Linked DNA regions of Drosophila melanogaster: region 1 is linked to region 2. The links are chromatin contacts, called in public Hi-C maps. All regions are on one chromosome and are shown on one strand. The core of a region is the stretch at or near the end of the contact, and the rest is flanking DNA. Distances in the headings are between cores, read along the strand shown. Region 1 holds the start of Tgi (Tondu-domain-containing Growth Inhibitor). Region 2 holds the start of CG10171.

The links. Hi-C and Micro-C count contacts between places; a contact is called where the count stands out from the background.
Region 1: a Hi-C map of the Kc167 cell line shows a contact between it and region 2, with 2.5 times the contacts expected there. A contact is called at or near these places in 8 of 107 Hi-C or Micro-C datasets (the D17-c3 cell line, the Kc167 cell line, the ML-DmBG3-c2 cell line and 4 more).

The regions. Positions count from the first base shown.
Region 1 is chr3L:13,485,201-13,488,048 of dm6, forward strand. Tgi (Tondu-domain-containing Growth Inhibitor) reads left to right here and starts at 1,597. Exons shown (of 4, transcript NM_140401.2): 1 at 1,597-1,807; 2 at 2,363-2,530. The coding sequence starts at 2,470. Abp1 (Actin binding protein 1) reads right to left here and starts at 1,080. Exons shown (of 5, transcript NM_140400.2): 1 at 403-1,080; 2 at 1-340. The coding sequence starts at 657.
Region 2 is chr3L:13,386,495-13,389,194 of dm6, forward strand. CG10171 reads right to left here and starts at 1,413. Exons shown (of 3, transcript NM_168542.3): 1 at 1,172-1,413; 2 at 107-1,116; 3 at 1-44. The coding sequence starts at 1,280. The coding sequence ends at 221. Poc1 (Proteome of centrioles 1) reads right to left here. Exons shown (of 2, transcript NM_140383.2): 1 at 2,500-2,700; 2 at 1,805-2,432. The coding sequence ends at 2,136.

The DNA of each region.
Region 1 (2,848 bases), core at 347-2,846, 99 kb after region 2:
GCTCAAGCCGCTTGGATTCCTTCTCTGCCTCCTGTCGCAATTTCTCCTCGGCCTCCTCCTTTTTCCAGAAGTCCTGCATAACGCTGGCGTTTAACTCCTTGGTGGGAATGACCCGAGTATAGTTGGTTCCCACCGGCGCCTTCTGCTCCTCCATGGCGCCTCGAGGTTCCTTAAAGCTGTAGGCTGAGCTCACGGTGCTCAGCTTCTTGAGAAGCCGATCCAAGTCAATATCGTCCTCGTTCCGGGCATTGATGGTAAGGTGAGCGCCGGACAGCAAATTACTCACATCACGTATGTGGTTGGCGCAGGTACCCTTGCGTAGAACAGGTGCGCCCTCGCCCTGAATGGGAGCACAGTCAGATTATGCGTAGCTCGATTAGATAAGGGCGCCGTCGGACTCACCTGCCAGTTGATGAGCAAGTACTTGTTGAGGCCCGTTTTGGGGTCTTCGATTCGGACGAAGGCGTACATAATCTTGCCGCTATTTAGGTCTTCGTTTAGCTCATCCACGCCGCCATCGCCGGTGGCCACCACCTTCAGCTCGTTGGTCTGACCCTCGTAGCCAAAGAGGGACCAGTTCGTGTCGCTCTTATCGTCCAGCACATCCTTCCAGGCGGCCACTATTTGCGCCCGATTCTTCTCGAAGCTGACGGCCATAATTCCAGACTGACAACGACCTTGAGCAGCGAGATCTTGGCCAGCTTTCACTGGGTCGCCTTATCGGGGTGCCCTCTTCGTCAAGTGAAAGCCAACGCCTCGCGAAGACTCCAAATTTGCTTGGGTTGTCTTGTCTTAAATTTTAATTAAGTGCAGCCGCCTCACAAAGGCACACAGACGTACACAAACACAAGCAGAACAATGGGATAGTGGGTGATTGATTTTCCAGTATGTGCGAATTTCCAGCGGCTTTCCAAATTCCACTTTTCCACCTTAATCCTTCGAGTTATGCGTGCAGAAATAGGTTTAACTTAACGCTCAAGCAATTGCAACTCCCCAATTAACCAATTTGATTGGAATTTTAAAATATTCGATCGCTGGCGGCGACCCACACACTTTTTTTGCAACAACAAACTAGAGCTGGGACAACAGGCGATGTCTAATCGATACTTTCAATGTTGCCACTGTGCCGCTATCGATGGTTTTTACTTGTAAAATTGAAATTAAATAACAGAGGTTTTAGAACGTATCTAGTAACGTGTACCTCGTCTAATAGGCTTTGATTTACTTTATCGTTTTTCTTATAGGTGTTAGTCGTAAAGTTTCAACTATATATATAAGCATTATCTTCTTTTTTAATAATCACACATACGAACATTTTTCGTTTTTATATTTTATTCAACTTTTTTGTATCTCTATCCAATGGAAAAAACTGGTATATGGTGTTTATTCATATCATAACCTTTATATTTGCTTATAATATACTTTGCAAATACTATTGACAAATAATATGTTTTAGGTTGTTAGGTATGTTTACATTGTTTGTACATTAAGTTTTCTAAAAATGGTTCGAGTCAACGCTAATGTTATATGTGGGCTTAAGTCACCGCTGAACAATATTAGTGTTGGTAAGGCTGAGCAAATATCGATGTGAATACAGACTGATGACTTTGGCCATCGATGTTACATCGACGTATCTTCCAGCTCTAACGCGAACTGAACTATTATTGCAATTATACCAAAAATCATCGAACCCCCGCTTTTCCCAGCGCAAATCGTGAAAAGTCGGTGAAAATTAGCGAGGATAAATCGCCGTACAGCTGAGGAGCAGGATTCCAGCGAGGATTTGAAGGCGCACACCTGGCGAAAGGTAAAGTGGCTCCACTGTTGTGGCCTGATATTTACGTATATTAATGTGGAAACTAGACGTCGGATGCTGGCTGGCTGTATGGTTGGCTGACTGGCTAGCAACAATATGGCTCTGGCTGCTGTACTTTGGTCATTGCCGAAATATTCAACGGAGCAGCCCCCGAACTCTTGGTCTTGGGGCCTCCGAAAAAAACCAGTCCCAAGTGCATCGTGGCCCCTCACCGCCCCGCCACCGTGCATGTCCCCTCATCAGCATCCACTTCCACAGCTTTCCGATCAGATGGCAACTGTTTGGCAGCAGGATTTCGCCTTCGTCTTACTTGTTTCAAGTCAGCCAGTCAGGCAGTCAGTCTTTGTTCGCTTTGGTTTGGTTTTGGCTTTGGTTTTGGTTTTGTTCCATTTACATATATGCCAATGCCAGGCTCGGGCGATATATCCAGTTTTTCACTTGGATATCTCGGTGTATATATTGTAAGGCACACATACGAGAGAGATGTGTGTGCGGCTTAAGTGTGTGTGGTGCGGCTGTTCATGGTCAATTTCTTTGCATTTTCAGTGTGAAACTCATGCGGTGCAGATCGAGTCGGTGCAGGAGCAGCGAAACCAAGTCCAAGTCCAACTCCAAATCCACGTCCAATCCCACGTAGAAGCGTTGAGATCATCATGGAAACGGCGCTGGATGTACTCTCTAGAGCGGCGACCATGGTGCAAAACAATCCCAGCGGTAAGTGAACAAACCGATCCGACCCAGACTTACAGACCAACAAAAAAACACCAACTGGAGCCATTAACCAATTCCGTTTAAAAAGAGTCGACAATTTTTATGATTTCAACTTGGCCAACAACATGCCCTGATGTACTCAACCCAAACGGGGCAGTGGGGGTGGGGGTTATACACAGCTCTTTTATGGCTTTCACCTTTGAGCCAAGAAGACTCGGAAAGTATTTCAACAATGTGTCAGACACAGAAAGAAATGCCCAGTAATATGAACATCTTGCGTCTAAAACATTCATGGGAATGTAAAGCAGTGATTCAAATTAG
Region 2 (2,700 bases), core at 163-2,662:
TTGGTTAGTTCGCTAGGCGATATGTAAGCTTCATAAAAATATATCTATGGAGGGTATTTCACCGGCGTTATGAAATTATAAATGGTTAACAATTGTACATATATACCTGTCTAAAAGGCTTTATGAGGATGGGTTTATGTTTAACACGGAATTCAATCTTGTGAGGCAGCCTTTGACATTTTTAGCTATTGAATGCAGCTAATCCTAATCCAAAACAGCATTAGCGCACGGGCCAGAATCTCTGGGCCAGGAGAGGAATGGTGACGCCGGTGACGATGCTGGAAATCAGGTTGACACTATGGTTGTCCAGGATGCGCAGTCCGCTTACGTGGCGCACTCCCTTTCCAGGTGTATCCACAATCTTGCCTTCCTCATTGATGCCCGAGAACTGCAGCAGACCACCTAGGACAGAGTCCAAAAGGGACCCAAAAAGTCCAGCGATGCCACCGAAGGCGATGATTGGCCATTGTGGTGGGCTAATCAGAAGCATTTTGGCCTCAACCGTGTAACGAACGGTGACGAAATAGCCAAAGCCGACGAGCAGACCGCCGAGCAGACTCACCGCGACGCCGAGCAACGAAACCCCACCATTGGTACCGCGCGGCACTCTGCGCCAGGTGATGATAGAAACTGGATCGCGTTGCGACAGCACGGATCCTAGTTCACTGGACCAGGTGTCGCCATTGCAACAGGCAAACGCACTCATAACGGCCACACCCAGCCAGCTGGATCGGTATTCTCGTGCGAAGTCCACCGCCCGCTCGCCACTACCGCAGTCCAGCAGATAAAGCAATGCAAGCTGGGCGGCCATGCCTCCGTTGCAGAGTACCTGTATCCAGTTTCGTTGGCCTTCGCCCTCGCGAAAATCGCTCTCGAAACGGCGTTTCATGTGCGCGCGGAACTTGGTGGCCCGCGATGAGCTGAAGAAGAACACCACCAAGCTGGCGAAGAACGGATGGCTGGCGATGGAGAGAATGAAGGCCACCAGAATGCCCAGCGCAGCTCCAGATCGGTTGACGCTCCTCCGGCGCAGAGCCACAGTCATCAGGGCCAAGGGCGCCAGTGTGGAGAAGAGCCAGCGCACCGGCGGAATCACCCGGGACTCTGTCGGATAACCTTTTGGCATTAGTTGACCCCAGGTAACGTTCGCACTGGAATCCATATAGCTCACCCTCAAAGTCACTGCTCCAGAACTTGGACAGCGCCACATTGCCCAGCCACATGAACAGCGAGATCGGCACGGACAGTCCGCAGAAGAGCACTGGCATCCAGTCACGCATCTTGACGTTTTATGGGCGCTGTTTATCGCCACTTTCTCCGGCGGGTTTTGTTTATTTATATGAGCCAGTGATGCCGTTGACTAGTGTTTGAAAATACCAAATGTTAATGTGTCAAATGTATGGCAACCTGGCTTTTAGTTCAACGAAGACTCAACCCATTCCGTTTTTAAATGAAGATTCAATTTTAAATAAATTATTTTGAAAAATAATTTTGTTTCTATGTAAAAATTGTTTATTACTTTTATTCTTATATATATTATAAATTCGAGTGTGCTCTCAGTATTTAAAATCTTGTTTAGGCATTTAAATGAATTCAAAATATCCAAATAAAGTTAATTTGAACACGATTGTTATTAAATAAACATATTTAGAGAGTAAGATCTTTACCATTTTCTTTTTAGGGGTATGAGCCATCGGAACCCCTTTGAATATTTTATAAAAATAAATATATTTAAACGAAAAAGGGTATTTACAGCAATCATTTTAATTTTAAATTGCAAAATAAAATTCATAGTGATGGATCTAAAATTGTTCAATTGCTTTTTATAAAATGCGTCATACAGTGGAGCAGATATATTTAATAATTTCACAATTTAATTATCAAGGATCGCTATTAATTATGATTGGTACATTAATTTTAACTACGTTTAATTGTATTTTAGGGAGCTTAGAAGGCTATAAAGAGTATATGCCCTCCAATCGTCGCACACGCTCATCGATCGAGTCCAATAGTTTGCTGATCTCGTCCAGCCGCGCGGAACAGGAGCACAAGTCCGACCCAGATTCGATGGACACATCCAGTACCTGCGGAATGTTCGGCTGGTTATGTGCGGCAAAGGCTACTGAACGTGTTGGTTAAAAGAAGCGCGGACTGGAGCTATGCTGTTTGAAGTCCATGCCGTGACCGAGCACCTTCTCCGGCTGCGTCGAATGTTTACTGTCGAGCACCTGAAAGTTTTCTTCCGAGAGCTGATAGGCCAGCGATTGGCGCGGATCAATGCGGATACTAAGGTCATTGGACTTGGATGTCGAACTGCCTTCGCTCTGTTTGGAGGAAACGCCACTGCTTTCGCAACTGGAGGAAGCCAGCGCAGACTTGGCTTCAAACTGCGAAGCATCATAGGTGTGTAGGTTCGACTGCCAGACCAGGAGCTGCAAGCGAAACAGAAATCAAGGAGTAAAATTATCTTCATACCTTTATTAAGAAACAGAAACTCACCTGGCGATCACTGCCACCGGTAGCAAATTTGTCGCCATCGCGACTGAATGCCACCGCATTCACCGCATCAGTGTGGCCCGTCAAAGTGTAGATGGGTCTTCCCTCCAGCAGGTCTAGGATGCGGATGGTGCGGTCGTCACTTCCGGAGAGCAGGAAGTGTCCGCTGGGATGAAAGGCCACATCGTTGACCGGCGCCGAGTG